Regions from separate parts of the Sus scrofa genome. Here region 2 is linked to region 1. A link is a contact called in public Hi-C data. All regions are on one chromosome and are shown on one strand. The core of a region is the stretch at or near the end of the contact, and the rest is flanking DNA. Distances in the headings are between cores, read along the strand shown. Region 1 has its middle 57 kb from the start of LRRC32. Region 2 has its middle 16 kb from the start of LRRC32.

Region 1 (3,389 bases), core at 807-3,306:
ACCCACTGAGGGAGGCCAGGGATCGAACCCACATCTTCACAGACACTAGCCGGGTTCATTTCCTCTGAGCCATGATGGGGACTCCATCTTTTTCTTTTACAAAAAGACAAATGATTCAAACGCTCTGGTTCTTTCTGGGACAACAAGAGTATGCTATCCATCCAGCAGATGCTAAAACAATAAATAGATAGAACAGGTAAAAACGCTGTTTTAAGATTAAGTAAGCACTTTTGGAAAGAAACTCCTGCTACAGAAAGAGCTCTTTGCTGCTCGACTCTTTTAGAAAGATTTTGTGCCTGAAGTGATTATTAGAGCATCGTCCCTCTGTGACACCCACATGTTTAAAAACAGGGAAATCGAATTTTAAAACCTTTTTTAAAAAAATCTTCTAAGTAAAGAGTTTCAGTGACTTTTGAATGCATTTGTCAAAAAATAATTAAAAAATAACATCTCTGATTAGTTTCCAACAACAACTGATTGACATTGGTTAAACCAAGTGGCGAAGAAAACCTCTGCCCAGCATTAAAAACTCTCACCTTGTGATTTAGTAAAAGCACAGCCAGGAACACTTTTCTTCCATGTGCAGCTTCTGCTCGCTGTGAGGTCGGTGTATTTTTCAGCTACCAAGGCATTAAGCCAAGTGAAAATACAAAAGGAGTTTTGTACTAGATTCTCAATCAATGAGTACACACCATCATTAAACCAAGATTTACAGTTCCCGCTGAGGCTCAGTGGAAGCGAACCCGACGAGTATCCATGAGGATGTGGGTTCAATCCCTGGCCCCGCTGGGTGGGTTAAGGATCCAGTGTTGCCAAGACAAGATTTGGATCCTGCGTTGCTATGGCTGTGGTATAGGCCCACAGCTTCAGCTCCAATGCGACCCCTAGCCTGGGAACCTTCATATGCCACACGAGTGGCCCTAAAAAGCAAAGCAAAAAAAAAAAAAAAAAACCCAAGATTTTATTAAAAATGAAACACAATCATAATTTTTAGTAATAATAAGAAAATATAAGCTTACATGACTAATTTACTCCTCTTTCATTCTTTTTTCAGTTTCTATTTTTTGGTATCTATTTTATAATTTATCCAATAATTTTTTTAAACTGGGAAGTTTTTTTAATTTATAATTATTATTATTAGGTTTTTTAGGGCCTCACCCATGGCAAATGGAAGTTCCTAGCCTAGGGGTCGAAGCGGAACTGTAGCCACCAGCCTACACCACAGCCACAGCAACACTGATCCGAGCCACTCTGCAACCTACACCACAGCTCTCGGCAACCCTGAATCCTTTAATGCACTGAGCGAGGCCAAGGATCGAACCTGCGTCCTCATGGATGCTAGCCAGATTTGTTTCCGCTGAGCCACAAAGGGAACTCCTATCAACAAATTTGCATGGTGGCATATGCTTATACTTTACAAATAAATGTATACATTGGTTAAGTGCATGAACTTTGCTTTTTCAGACGGGAGAGTGACAGGGGAGCTAGGGAGGGATTCTGGAGGGAAGGGCGGGAGCTGTTGAGGCCACTTTGGGAACTTGAGGTCCTCCTAGAGTCTAGACAGGAGACTCGGCGGTGATCCTAGACTGGGCTCAGGAGGGAGCCTGAGCTGGGCCTGGGGCTGAGGGCAGGGTGGAGTGGGGAGGGGAGGATGCCTATGGGAATGGCTGGGACGAGGGCGGAGAGAGCTCTGGAGGCACCCACGCCGCTGCCCTGGGACCTGGTCTATGCAATGAGGTGACCACGTGGAGTCCCTGCCGGAGAAATCCGAAGACTAAGGCCGTGGGGTAGGGAGAGAGAAAGAGAGAGAGGAACCAAGATTCGACTTCCTCTCTGCTCTTCCTGCAAGCTGAGCCAGCTCAGCCCCAAAGGCCCAGACAGGGCTGTCCCCTGTCTTATTGTCCTGCACAGCCTGGCCAAGCCAGGGATGGCTGCCCCGTAAGGGCTCATGCCAGCAGCCAGTGTGAGGTGGCCGAAGGCCCAGGTCCCAGGCTACCAAGTCTGGAGGTCACCCTGGCAACAGCTCTGTTGTGAGGCTACACAGATGCAGGGTCCTGTTAGTCAGAGCCATGCGGGAAGGTCCCCTCTGGCCCCGGAAGGCCTGGCAGGCCACATCTGGCCACGCCTGGGAGTGGTCCAGCAACTAACTATTGTCTGGCCTGGCCCCGGCAAAGCAGCTGGTCAAAGGAGAGAGCTGAGTCCAACAGGGATCAAGGGTTCAAAAATCAGTCTGGGAGTTCCCTTTGTGGCTCAGCAGGTTAAGAACCAGACCCAGTCTCTGCGAGGATGCAGATTCAACCCTGGCCCTGCTCGGTGTGCTAAGGATCCAGCATTGTCAAAAGCTGATGCAGCTTGGATCTGGCGTTGCTGTGGCTGTGGGGTAGGCCGGCAGCTGGAGCTCCGATTCGACCCCGAGTGTGGGAACTTCCATGTGCCGCAGGTACGGCCGTGAAAAAAACAAACAAAAACAGTCTGTCCGTTCACCAACTGTGCTCAGAGAGCAAGCAAACCAGGCCCTGCCTTGGTGTGCGGGGGGAGGGTCCCTGTCTCTCAAGTGAGGCGGGATGTCAGAGGTGTCACCAGCACCCCAATAAGTCTGGGTCCCTGAAGCAGCGACCCTGGCAGTTGCTGCGCTTAGGCCGGTGTGGACTGGGATGCTCCCATCTCAGGGTTTTTCTGCTTCAGAGCCCCAGGGCAAAGGTGTACCTTCAGACTGGGCTGCTCTACCCTAATCCAGCCTGGGCTGCCCCATCCCTTTCCTCCTGGGCCTCGGCTCCCGGTGGTATGATGGCAGAATGCCAGGACACCTGCTCCCCTCACCCGCTCAGAGCCCACCTCCCTCACCCCGCCCCTCCACGCCCCACTCCACGCCTGCCAAGCTTTGCGCAACCCATCCGGGTCTCACTGCCACATTACTGGCTCCCGCACACTGTTGCAGGTTGCTGTGCCCACTGTGGGGCCTGTGAGAACATCCTGAGGGACCCTGGGTCCAGCCACACCCTCCCCCTTCCACCCTCCCAAGACTGGGGGGACTTCTGGGTTACTGTGTCCAGGCAGAGGTCCCTTTCCGGCTGTGCCCAGCCCGCCTCCACCAGGCACACAGATGCCCTGGGATGGGGCCCCCAGTCTCCTAATGACTGGTCCCCTGGAGCCACTTCCCTCCCCGAGTCTCAGTTTCCCGGGGTGGAGGGAGGGTGAGGAGTGACCTCACGGTGGGGGGTGGGGGGACTGGGCGGGGAGAGGTCCCCTGCCTCTGATCACGTTTAAGGAATTGTTATTTTCATTATTACCCTCGGCGTCTCTGGTTGGCTTTTTTTAGGCTGTTTGATGAATAATGCAGGCGTGGGTCCGACCCCACTTCCCTTGGCCCTCCTGTGGGTTGAGGGGCT
Region 2 (3,727 bases), core at 1,056-3,555, 42 kb after region 1:
AGAGAGGGCGTAGGGACGTGACTGCAGAATTCCGGGAATGTATCCACAACTTGGGGGAGCTGGGTGGGTCCGAAGCACTCCAGGGAAGGAGGGAAGATTCCAAAAGGCTAGAGGGTCAGAGGGGAAGGTGCTGGAGGGTCAGAGAGGCCGAAGCTGGGAGCGATAGGGTGGAGGCTGGGCAGGGGGAGTCCCCTCTCAGCTCCCCCACCCCCAGGCCGGCATCTGCCTGCTGCCCCGCCTGTGCTTTAGCCGAGGCGCTACGCTGCCTGGAGGAGGCTTCTCCATGTCCACATGCGGAAATCCTACCCTTGCCTGCAGGGCCAGCCCAGATGTCCTCGAAGTCTCCCCTCCCTCCAGCTGGAAGGGCTGCTCGCTGCTGCAAACAAACTCCCAGAACGCAGAGGCTGGATCTCCCTCGCGGCGCTGACCACTTCCTGCCTGTGCTATGCTGGGGCCTCTCCCTCTACCCAATAGGCAGAAGCTCTGCCAGCCAGTTTCCAGGGACCCCACGGGGGTGGGGGCTCTCCCCGCACACTCTGATCTAACATGTGAGGTGGCGGGGCGGGGTCGGGGGAGACAGTGATTACAGCCCCATTTTACAGACAGGGAAGTGGAGGCACGGGCAAGCAGGGTGACGTGTCCTTGCTCTGAAAGCCAAGCAGCGGCGCAGCCTAGCCTCAGCCCCGTGTCTCTGGTCTCGGAGGCAGAGCTCTTTCCAGGGGGCAGCTCGGTGGGAGGTGGGAGCGGGGTGGGGTGGGGTGGGAACTGGGTCCTGAGAACCAGCAGGCCAGAGAGATTTGGAGTTCGAATGGCCAAGTTCAGGGAAAGCACAGCTGGGGAGGAGCCAAGGTATTTATTATGCTTGGTCTCCAGCTCCAAACAGAGCTGATGGATGGAGCTGCTCCAGTTCCTATAAACAGCTCGGGCCTCCCTCCCTTCACCCCTCTGCGTTCTCAGCACCACAGCCCCGACTGCTCCCAGTGAGAGGGGTGGGGGAGAGGTGGCCAAGGCAGGAGATGCAGAAGAGAGGGTGGGGGTGGGGGGAGAGCGGGGTCCCAGAGGCAAGAGGAACGAAGGGGAACGAGGCTGGGGAGAGGAGAGGCCTCTCCCCCGGGCAGCCCACACCCTGCAGTCCCCTGTGTCCCTTGGGTCTGTCTGAACAGCCTGGCCCTCATTCTTGGTCTGAGAGCTGATCTTACTCCCAAAGCCTTTAGGTCCTGGAGGGCAGCACCATCCATCCAGGAGACGTCTCCGAACTTGCCTCAGTGCTGGTTCACGGGCCCAGGAACACAGAAAGGATCCGGTGGGACCTCCCCCCAGGAGCTCCCAGCCTGGTGGTGGGTCAGGCAGACATCCCAGGACTGTGGCCCAGGGCAGCCCAAGGCCGCTGGCAGCTGGAGGAGGGCAATCAGGGCGGTCTTCCCAGAGGCGATGAGGCCAGGGGTTGAATAAGGCATTTGGCAGGTGGATCAGGGTGGGTGAGACACTTCAAATAGAGGAGGTCGGGGAGAGCCTGGTGTTCACTAGATCAGGAGGGGTGCTCCCTAATGGTCCCTAAGATCACTGCCTAATGGTTAAGAGGAGGGAGGCAGACCTGGGTTCAAATCTCCACTGTGGCATCTTACAGCCGTGGAATCTTGAGTCTCAGCTTCGCTAAAATGAAGATGATGGGAGTTCCTGCTGTGGCTCGTGAGGACGCGCGTTCGATCCCTGGCCTTGCTTGGTGGGTTAAAGATCCAGTGTTGCTATGAGCTGCGGCGTAGGTCACAGATGCAGCTTGGATCTGGCATTGCCATGGCTGTGGCGTAGGCTGGCAGCCGCAGCTCCGATCAGACTCCTAGCCCAGGAACTTCCATATGTGTGTGTGGCCACGAAAAGAAAAAAATATTAATAATAAAATGAGGGTCTCTCTAAAGGCTAGTGGAATTATCTAAGACTATGTACACCAAGTGGTCCGTGCAGGGCCCCCCCGGAAATGCTCAGTGATCATCAGTTTGAGTGAGAGGTGGGAGGTGGCCAGACGGGATGGCGCTGGAGGGCCGTGGGGACCCAGACTTGCAGGGCCTTGTGAGCTGCTAGATGACAGGGACCCAGAAAGCAGAAGGGAGACCCTGGGTCCCAGGGGATATGCTAGCACAGGGGACAGAGAGGGGGAGGCAGCGGCCGGCCATGGCTGCCGGCTTCTTCCTCTCTTGCCAGGCCTGCGAGCTTGGCTTCTGCTGGGCCCTGGTCCTCGTGGAGGGCCGGAGCAGCTCACTGGATCAAGGGAGCCGGGAGACCTGGCACTGCAGTCCGTCTGTGACGGGGGCTGGGCGAGGGCCTCCTCTCTCCCTGGAACTTACCGGATGCTCTGATGACCTAGTGGGCAGCTGTGTCTATGTTCGGCCGAAAACAGGAATTTCTGCCTTGCTGGAGGTCTTGGCCGGGGGCGAGCAAACTCCCCTGTTTGCCAGGAAGAGGGGTCACGGCTGGGTGGGCTCCCGGCAGGGTTGGAGGCCCACCGGCAGAGTCCTAAGCTGAGCGCAGCCCATACTAGTGACTTTCTTAAGGCCTTCATGGAGCACCTACTATGTGTCAGGGCATCAAGCCATCTGCCCTCTCCACCCCAGCCCCACCCATGGACTAGGCAGTTCACGCTTCCTTCCGACGGGAGCAGGAACGGGGAGGTGAGGGGTCACAGCCCAGGGAAGAAGCTGGGCTGGAGGGACCGCCAGGATCCTTGGGGGTGAGGGAGGCCGAGCTGGAGCTTGCACGAGAGGAGGCAGAAAAAAGCAGGCTGGCACCTACCAAGGGGGAGTGTCTGGGGGTCAGGCAGCTGAGAAGAGGAGATGGGGCCACCTGAAGACAAGGACAGGGGCTGCAAAGTGGGAGAGCCGGGGACGCCCCTCCCCCAGGCCCCACAGCCCACCCTTGCCCTCCAGCTCCCTTCCAGGAACCAGGAACGCTCTTCTTCTGGCTCCTCCTGGCTCTTCCAAGTTCAACCTTGAACTGCAGCCTGGCTGCTCATTCTCGGTCCTCCAGTCCCTGGGAGATGGGCAACTGTCTAGCTGGGGAGGCCTCTGGGGGTCGGGGTATCAGGGCAGCATGCTCAGGAGGGGCTGGGGCTGAAGACAGGGATGTGGGTGTCGTCAGAGCAGCGGGGTGGCTACAACGCTGAGGGCAATGACCTTCCTGGGAGAAGAGTCCTGGCGTCTCCATGCAGATGGCCCGAGGAAGAGGAGCACACCGCAGAGCCTGAAAAGAAGTGGCCCGGGAGGAAGGCCTCTGGGGTCCTAGACGCCAGGAGTGTGTCCAGGGGTTGGGGGTGACGGGGAGGACAGAGGCGAGGGGCGCTGCAGCGGAGAGTCAAGGAGGCTGAGGGCCTCAGCCAGGGCACCAGGGAACAAGGTGGAAGTGGGGGTTGGAGGCAGCCCGGGGTGTGTGAGGCTGGAGGGGGCGCAGGGGAAGCTACTGTACCAGAAGCTGATTCGGGAAGTAGGAAAAGGAGAGCAGAAAGTGGTTTAGGGGTCTTCTTATGGTTCTGAAGATGGGTGAGCCTTGGGCACAGCTGAAGCCTGAGAGGAAGAGGCCAACAGAGAGGAGGAGGGGCTGAGGGAGCGGCGAGTGAGGACGAGAGAGGGCGGCCAAGGCCCCGGGGGAGGGAGACAGCGCTGCCCCCGAGCGGGGCCAGCGGAAGCCGGGTCAGAGGAGGGAAGGCCGACGACGGGCTTCCTGCTGGAAGCCGCCA

What was found. Hi-C and Micro-C count contacts between places; a contact is called where the count stands out from the background.
Region 2: a Hi-C map of retroperitoneal adipose tissue shows a contact between it and region 1, with 1.5 times the contacts expected there. The contact joins two enhancer-like sites. A contact is called at or near these places in 1 of 5 promoter capture datasets (liver), 6 of 47 Hi-C or Micro-C datasets (embryonic fibroblasts, fetal heart ventricle, heart right ventricle and 2 more) and 1 of 2 datasets of contacts at active chromatin or transcription factors (skeletal muscle).

What each region holds. Positions count from the first base shown.
Region 1 is chr9:10,756,710-10,760,098 of Sscrofa11.1, forward strand. No RefSeq gene overlaps it. Among named protein-coding and RNA genes, the nearest start is that of LRRC32, 57 kb to the right of the region's middle. Within about 2 kb of position 2,057, at least 24 of the 83 cell types and tissues checked have an H3K27ac peak or open chromatin away from gene starts, as enhancers often do. A contact at or near this core is called in liver and retroperitoneal adipose tissue, where this site is marked.
Region 2 is chr9:10,798,241-10,801,967 of Sscrofa11.1, forward strand. No RefSeq gene overlaps it. Among named protein-coding and RNA genes, the nearest start is that of LRRC32, 16 kb to the right of the region's middle. Within about 2 kb of position 2,306, at least 23 of the 83 cell types and tissues checked have an H3K27ac peak or open chromatin away from gene starts, as enhancers often do. A contact at or near this core is called in liver and retroperitoneal adipose tissue, where this site is marked.